Regions from separate parts of the Mus musculus genome. Here region 1 is linked to region 2. A link is a contact called in public Hi-C data. All regions are on one chromosome and are shown on one strand. The core of a region is the stretch at or near the end of the contact, and the rest is flanking DNA. Distances in the headings are between cores, read along the strand shown. Region 1 overlaps Nrxn3 (neurexin III). Region 2 overlaps Nrxn3 (neurexin III).

What was found. A called contact is a pair of places that touch in the nucleus more often than the background predicts.
Region 1: a contact with region 2 is called in a Hi-C map of cerebellum, with 2.4 times the contacts expected there. The contact joins two enhancer-like sites. A contact is called at or near these places in 3 of 484 Hi-C or Micro-C datasets (cerebellar granule neurons, cerebellum and uterus) and 1 of 115 datasets of contacts at active chromatin or transcription factors (embryonic forebrain).

What each region holds. Positions count from the first base shown.
Region 1 is chr12:89,952,877-89,956,113 of GRCm38.p6, reverse strand. All of the region lies in intron 14 of Nrxn3 (neurexin III), which reads right to left. Among named protein-coding and RNA genes, the nearest start is that of Gm40538, 450 kb to the left of the region's middle. Within about 2 kb of position 1,428, at least 11 of the 459 cell types and tissues checked have an H3K27ac peak or open chromatin away from gene starts, as enhancers often do. A contact at or near this core is called in cerebellar granule neurons and cerebellum, where this site is marked.
Region 2 is chr12:89,816,662-89,819,618 of GRCm38.p6, reverse strand. The region is part of intron 14 of Nrxn3 (neurexin III); the gene reads right to left. Among named protein-coding and RNA genes, the nearest start is that of Gm40538, 590 kb to the left of the region's middle. Within about 2 kb of position 1,303, at least 7 of the 459 cell types and tissues checked have an H3K27ac peak or open chromatin away from gene starts, as enhancers often do. A contact at or near this core is called in cerebellar granule neurons and cerebellum, where this site is marked.

The DNA of each region.
Region 1 (3,237 bases), core at 179-2,678, 140 kb before region 2:
CTACCTTTCCCTAGAGGGCTCTCTCCAGGGGGTTGCAGTAGAAGAGTCAAACCCAGTGACATCAACATCTTCAGCGCAGTGAGTCACATGAGTATATTTCAGAGGAGCTAGATAAATAAACTCTGAAAATTCTTTTCTTTCTTTTTTTCTGCTATAATGTAATGTATCGATCCAGGGTCCACTATTTCATGGCACTCTCATGCTTCAGTAATACTGGGGATTTATTTTTATCCTTTACCTCAGAGAGTTGCATCCATTTTCCCTCAGCACAGAACCACTAGTTTTCTCTGTTCCCCCCACCCCCCTCTCTCCCTGACACCCTGGGAGCTGGACCGTGGGCTTAACAAGATGACTGTTACATGAAGACTCTATTTCCATTACTGTTCATCTTTTCAGTTGTCCAAGGTCAGTGAGGGCGATTTCTAGGGAAAACTGTTGCTCATGGCAAATCAAATAAATTAGGGTAAGTAGAAGGTAATTAACCAGTTGTTTACCTCTTCTTGGGAAGTAGTCAATGTTGAGATTTGGAAATAGCTAGGATTTTCTTAAGGATATCTTTTTTTTTTTTTTTTTGGTCATCATTTCTCATTCAGAATTTTATGAGGAAATCTTTCCCTATTGAGATATTTTAAATAATTACACCTTTCCTTTTGGAAAATGAGCCTACTGTGGTAAAGAGAAAGACTTCTAAACTAGATTAGTGTTTTAGTTTTGTCTTGTTTAGTATCCCTGACCTCATATTGATACCTACTCCTATTCATCCTATAGAATTAAATCCAACATTGATTCAGCTTCTACTACTATTGTTTTCAATAAATGCCTACTTGGTATGGTAATTGTCTGACATGTATAAAGCCTTGACTTTGATTCTCAGCACAGTATACATGGGGTGGGTACTGTGGACCATACCTGTAATCCTGACATTTGGGAGACAGAGGCAGGAGAATCACAAGAACACAGTCAACCTCAAGGACATTACTGAATTACCAGAGACCTTGTTTCAAAATCTATAAACAAACAAACACCCTGGCTCCACCTTAGGCCAGACCATTAGGTCCATATTAACAGTTGTAAGATCCAGGAAGGGGCAAAGGGAAACCATAGTTCTTCTGCTACCCTAACCCACATGGCCTAACCCTGCATCAGCCTGTGCCCTCCCCTCCTTTACAACCCAGGAAATGAATGGATATTGTGGAATGAAGAAGTTAAACACAAGCATTTCATAATTTCCTCATTGGTGTAGTGAGGAAGTTGGACCCATAAACTCCAAGGGCATCAACTGCTGTAGCATCGAAAGATCTACACTGTAGATCGAAAGATCTCTCACTTGCCATTTACCAGAGTTGTATCAGACACAGCTTTGACTAGCTGACAGGCACAAGCCGCATGAACTCTCACCAGCCTGCAAACTCTTTGAAGTGGAAATTATGCACACAAAGCCAGCCCATGGTAGCAAGTCACAGATGTCGCTTTTGGCCTCACCTGCTCATCTCTCTCCCTACTGGGAGAAGTGCCATAAGTACTCAACTTCATGTAAAGTGTGTGCAGGCATTCAGACCTTTCAGGCTGCCACTGATCTCCATGAAGGTCTGAAGCATCCCCTGCTTGCTTTTAATGAACGATCTCTTGACAGCTATAACAGGGAAGATGGGGAAAGACAAGTCTTGGCTTCAGGGACAGTAAAATAACAGGATGAGAGAGGAAAGAATAAGTGGGGAAATGAGCAGATTGGATTTTATATGATGTCCCAACAATGATGCCTTTTCTTTCTAATGAATATGGAAATGACCACATCTGTGGGAATAAAGAAAAAATAACATGGGACTATAGTTACCCCTACAGCCAACCTTCTAGTTCTAGCGACAGAGAAAACAAAACAAAACAGACCAAACAAACAAACAAACAAACAAATAAAAATCTCACCACCACCATCAACAACAAAGAAAACCATCTTATCTTTGTGTAACCAAGGTGATGACAAAATGTATATTTCCCCACGAAACAACAAATAGACAAGTGATAGATTTAGCATCTGACTTAGTAGAAACATTACTGTACTGAGCTGTGCAGGAAGCTGTTCTTTTGGAATATGTATTCTTGAGCTCCTTGTGCACAGAGCTTAAACAATCTCTTAGCTTAGTTTTGTGTCTCCTAATTAAAGTAAACTGAACTTGACTCCCTAAGACTCTCGTATGTCTCAGCTCTGAAGCTGTTAGGAACAACCAAGTGATGTAAGCACACATTGCACAAGGCTTAGAGCATCCAAGAGCTCTTCACTTGCTGAAAATATAAGATGCTTTCATCAGCACTAGTATGGTCGTGCTTACTTTCCTTTGTTTATGTGGCCATTAAACAGGAACTCGGTAAATTCACAGAAAAATAATTCCAGAGGTGTCTAAAGTGCAATGCTCTTACCACATTTTTTTTCCAGCCTGAACCCTGCTCACATCCAACTGGACTCAGAAGATAAGAAGCAAGAATAGGAGGAAACACATATTGTAGTAACAAATAGGTTAAGGGCATTCAGGTTGGTAAGATATAGATCCTGTATTTGGAAGAGGAAATAGGCTTAAATAGCACATCCATCCCCTATGCTGATTTACAGGATATTTAAACTTGGCTTTGGCTAAAGAGGCTTTCTTATGTTTATAGCCTCAATCCACATGGTGTGTCCTGATCCTTTCCCAAGATCTCCCAATAGTCATGGGCTATTTCCTGGCAGTTCATTTGGACAGCTGTTTATTTCCCTGGGGATTTTTGAAGTAGGAAATGGAAGAGCTGGCCAGGATGCTAATACAGAGATCCTCTCTCCCTGCTAACTTCTGAAAGGTGAAGCTTCTAGAAAGGACCTTTATTGCTGTTTGAAAGTTCATGAGGTTCCTTAAAGAGGGATTTCTGCTAACAAGGAAAATGTGAAGCCTGGAACCCATCGCAAAATGAACTGGATTTCCTGCTGATTGGTTTGAAAACAAACTGCTTTCATCAATAAGCAGAGTTGGGTTATACTAAGCATTTATTCCACTTCCGTTCATTTCCTTATGTTATTCAGTGGTGTAGCAAGGTCACCATATATTAAGTTTTTCTCCTGAATAGCATATGGATTTAGCAACCTACTACCAAGGGGCTATGTATCTATAAATAAAGAGCTAGAGCCATCTAAGTCATGCCATATGGTGCCTAATTTACCCAGTAAGTTCTGCTGTAAACACTTTGTGAATACTTTAACCAGTGATGTTG
Region 2 (2,957 bases), core at 54-2,553:
CAAGATCTCTGAGCTTCTGCATGTCTTGTTACAATTTGTTAACTATGGTTAGAACTTATCCAATATGGATCTCTGCCTAAAGGGATAGCTGTAGGTCACATCCCAGTTTGATTTCTGTATGCTTATGGAGGTGTTCTCATCTACATTTTCCCCAAAATTAGTGCACAAATGAAGTAGTTCTTCAGAGGCCAACAGTGTTGCCATAGCGAAATAAGGAGAAAGCAGGAATACAGCATCTTCAACCTGCCTGTGGGTGGGCAAGCAAACCTAGGTCCATGAGAGAAGGTGGCCCTGACATTATTGTATTTCTTATAAAATGTGCCACCCATGTGAGTCATGTGGACCACGTATATAATTTAATCTTCTGGGAAATTTTGTGCATAAAGCAGACAAGTCATACTATCAACTATTGAGGTTTAAAGATACATGCCTCTCAGCCAGGCAAAAAAAGAAACAAAGGCTGATTCACAATACATTCAACTCTAAATTTTGTCCTTGATTTACCTCACCCATTCCTAATGTCCCAGCATCCATTTGAACTCCATTACCAGTCAACATTGAGACCTTTATTAACACATGCTTTCATGGCTCATTTTAAAAAGAAGTATCTGAAGTGGGGGAACCTAGAAGGAGAGAAGGAAGGGAGAGGAGAGAAGGGAGGAAGAGGAGGAGGAATAGGGGAGGAAGGAAGGATAGAGGAAGGGAAGAAAATTATTTTCCAAAAGAATTGAACACCTTGCTTCCAATTTATAGCAACTTTACAATGAACAATATGTTGTCTTAGTCATTTCACTAGAGCCTCTTGACTGATAAAGTAGACAGGATATATATAACATTTATATCTAGAAATAAGTTTCATATAAAATCCAACTGGAAAATCATTAAAAATGATACTTTTTAAAGTATTTTTTGCTGCCAAAATATGTAGTATTTGTATGTAGTTAATCTGTTTTCCTCAATTAAAGGTGAAAAGTGAAGCACTAGCAGTGTGTGTGTGTGTGTGTGTGTGTGTGTGTGTGTGTGTGTGTGTGTTTGTGTGTGTTGGGAGGGTGGCAAGAAATTAGCCATAGGTCTTAAAGAAGTCAGTGAGGAGAGGTCTGAGGATATAGCTTGGAAGGGCAACAGGTCTGGCTGAGAAAGCCTTGGAATGTTCACATTAGACTATGCACAGAGCCTGTGTCTGCAGTCAGACAGAGTTAGTCCTATGCACATCAGTGTCTGGACTCAGGCCCAGAAGCTCAGCCAAGAAGGCAAACAGAAGTTGAGTAAACCTGCTGTCTTTGTTTTCGCCATTTATGTAAATAGGACTTTTCTTTTCGAGGCACCATCCTAGGATTTGGTAAATTGCTGTCAGTGTCACCTAGGGTTTACTTGTCTACTCTGAACTCACTGAACACACAGTACAGGTAGAGTGATGACTAGTCCCCACCCTGGAGATGTCAAAATTACACTGTGTCCACAAAATGGGTATATGGAAGCTCCACTCAACAGGAACTCAGAATGCTGCCATTTGGAGTTAGAGCCTGTAAAGAGATGACAAAAATACAACAAAGTTGTTGGGTGGACCTAATGTAGCTGAATGGGTCTTTAGAGAAGGAGGTTGAGGGGAAGCAATTCTGCCTGTGATGGTGCACACAGAGAAAAGACAAGATGGCAACTCAGTAGGGAAATGACCATATGTAAACCAGAGACAGCTCCCCAGAGACTAAGCCTGCTTCCATTCTGATCTTCAACCCTTAGCCTTCAGAGCTGAGCTAGAAGGAAACAAATATGGAAGGGAAGCTCATGGGTTACCTTCAGAGATGTGTGTCTCTCCAAGGCTATCCAGGGTCCCAGAGATATCTGAAATCCTGATAAATCAGCTCTAAACTACAGAATAGAATGTGGTACCTCTGAAATTTTGATATCGAGGAGTAAAGTCTCACTGCTGGATTCTATGAACTAGTAGTTAGAAACAGTCTTTTCCTCTCAGCCCTGAAGGCAATTGTTAAGCATTTCTCATCTCTTCTGCCTGTAACAGTGCAGCCCCCCTCCCCCACCTCTACCCTATCTGGTGGTGGCGGCAATAACATTAGCAGTCCTGAAAAGATTTATCCTCTGATATTATAATCTTCCCCTACCATCTTTCAAGAGCAGGCAAATCTCCAAGCCCACCACTTACCAGCAAGCACATTTTACAGACAGAAAACAATGCATGCCGAGGATAGAGGAGAAACCAATTTAATTAATTCATCACCAAGGCCAACGACGTATAAATCTTATCGTTTTATCTGTCAACCAACACTCTGAATTATTCAGTGTTCCCGATCTCAAGAAGGAAGGCAGAGAGAAAGTGGTGAGAGAGCAGCTGCACAGCGCCATAATGTGCTCAGCAGAGGAGCCCAGAGTGAGCCTAATGCTGGGCAAACTTTAGAGGCTAGGCCCTGAAAGGATCTCGTGGCAGAGTGTCATTCAAGACTCCCTGGTTCCTCTGCCACCAGTGAGGCCACTACCACATCTGCTTAGGATGGTTTGGAAAAGAATATAAAACCTGTATGGAAATGAAAATTAATGGGATGAAAACCAGTACACTGTACCTATTTCTATGCTCTGCCCAGCTAAACCACCCAGCACTTTCACAGCTGCTATTTAAATTGTGGAAACCAAGCATAAGATGGAAAAAAAAAAAAACTCAAGGTGGAGGGGTATTTTGAGTCACGGGAGAATGAAAATATGAATTTTATAAAGGACACTTAGATTTCATATGAAATGATTTGGCCCTACCTTCCTCCACAGTTTGTACAATGAAGAAGCACTTGTCTTTCACAGGGATCAACATAGTTACAGAGTCATGCCCAAGCTGAACACACCAATGTTTTATTAACTTATATTGTAGACAGACCAACGCCTGGCCCATAAACACTGTTCTCTGAGTGACTACTTGGTAGAGGGATACATGAAAAGTGGGTGGGGAACCT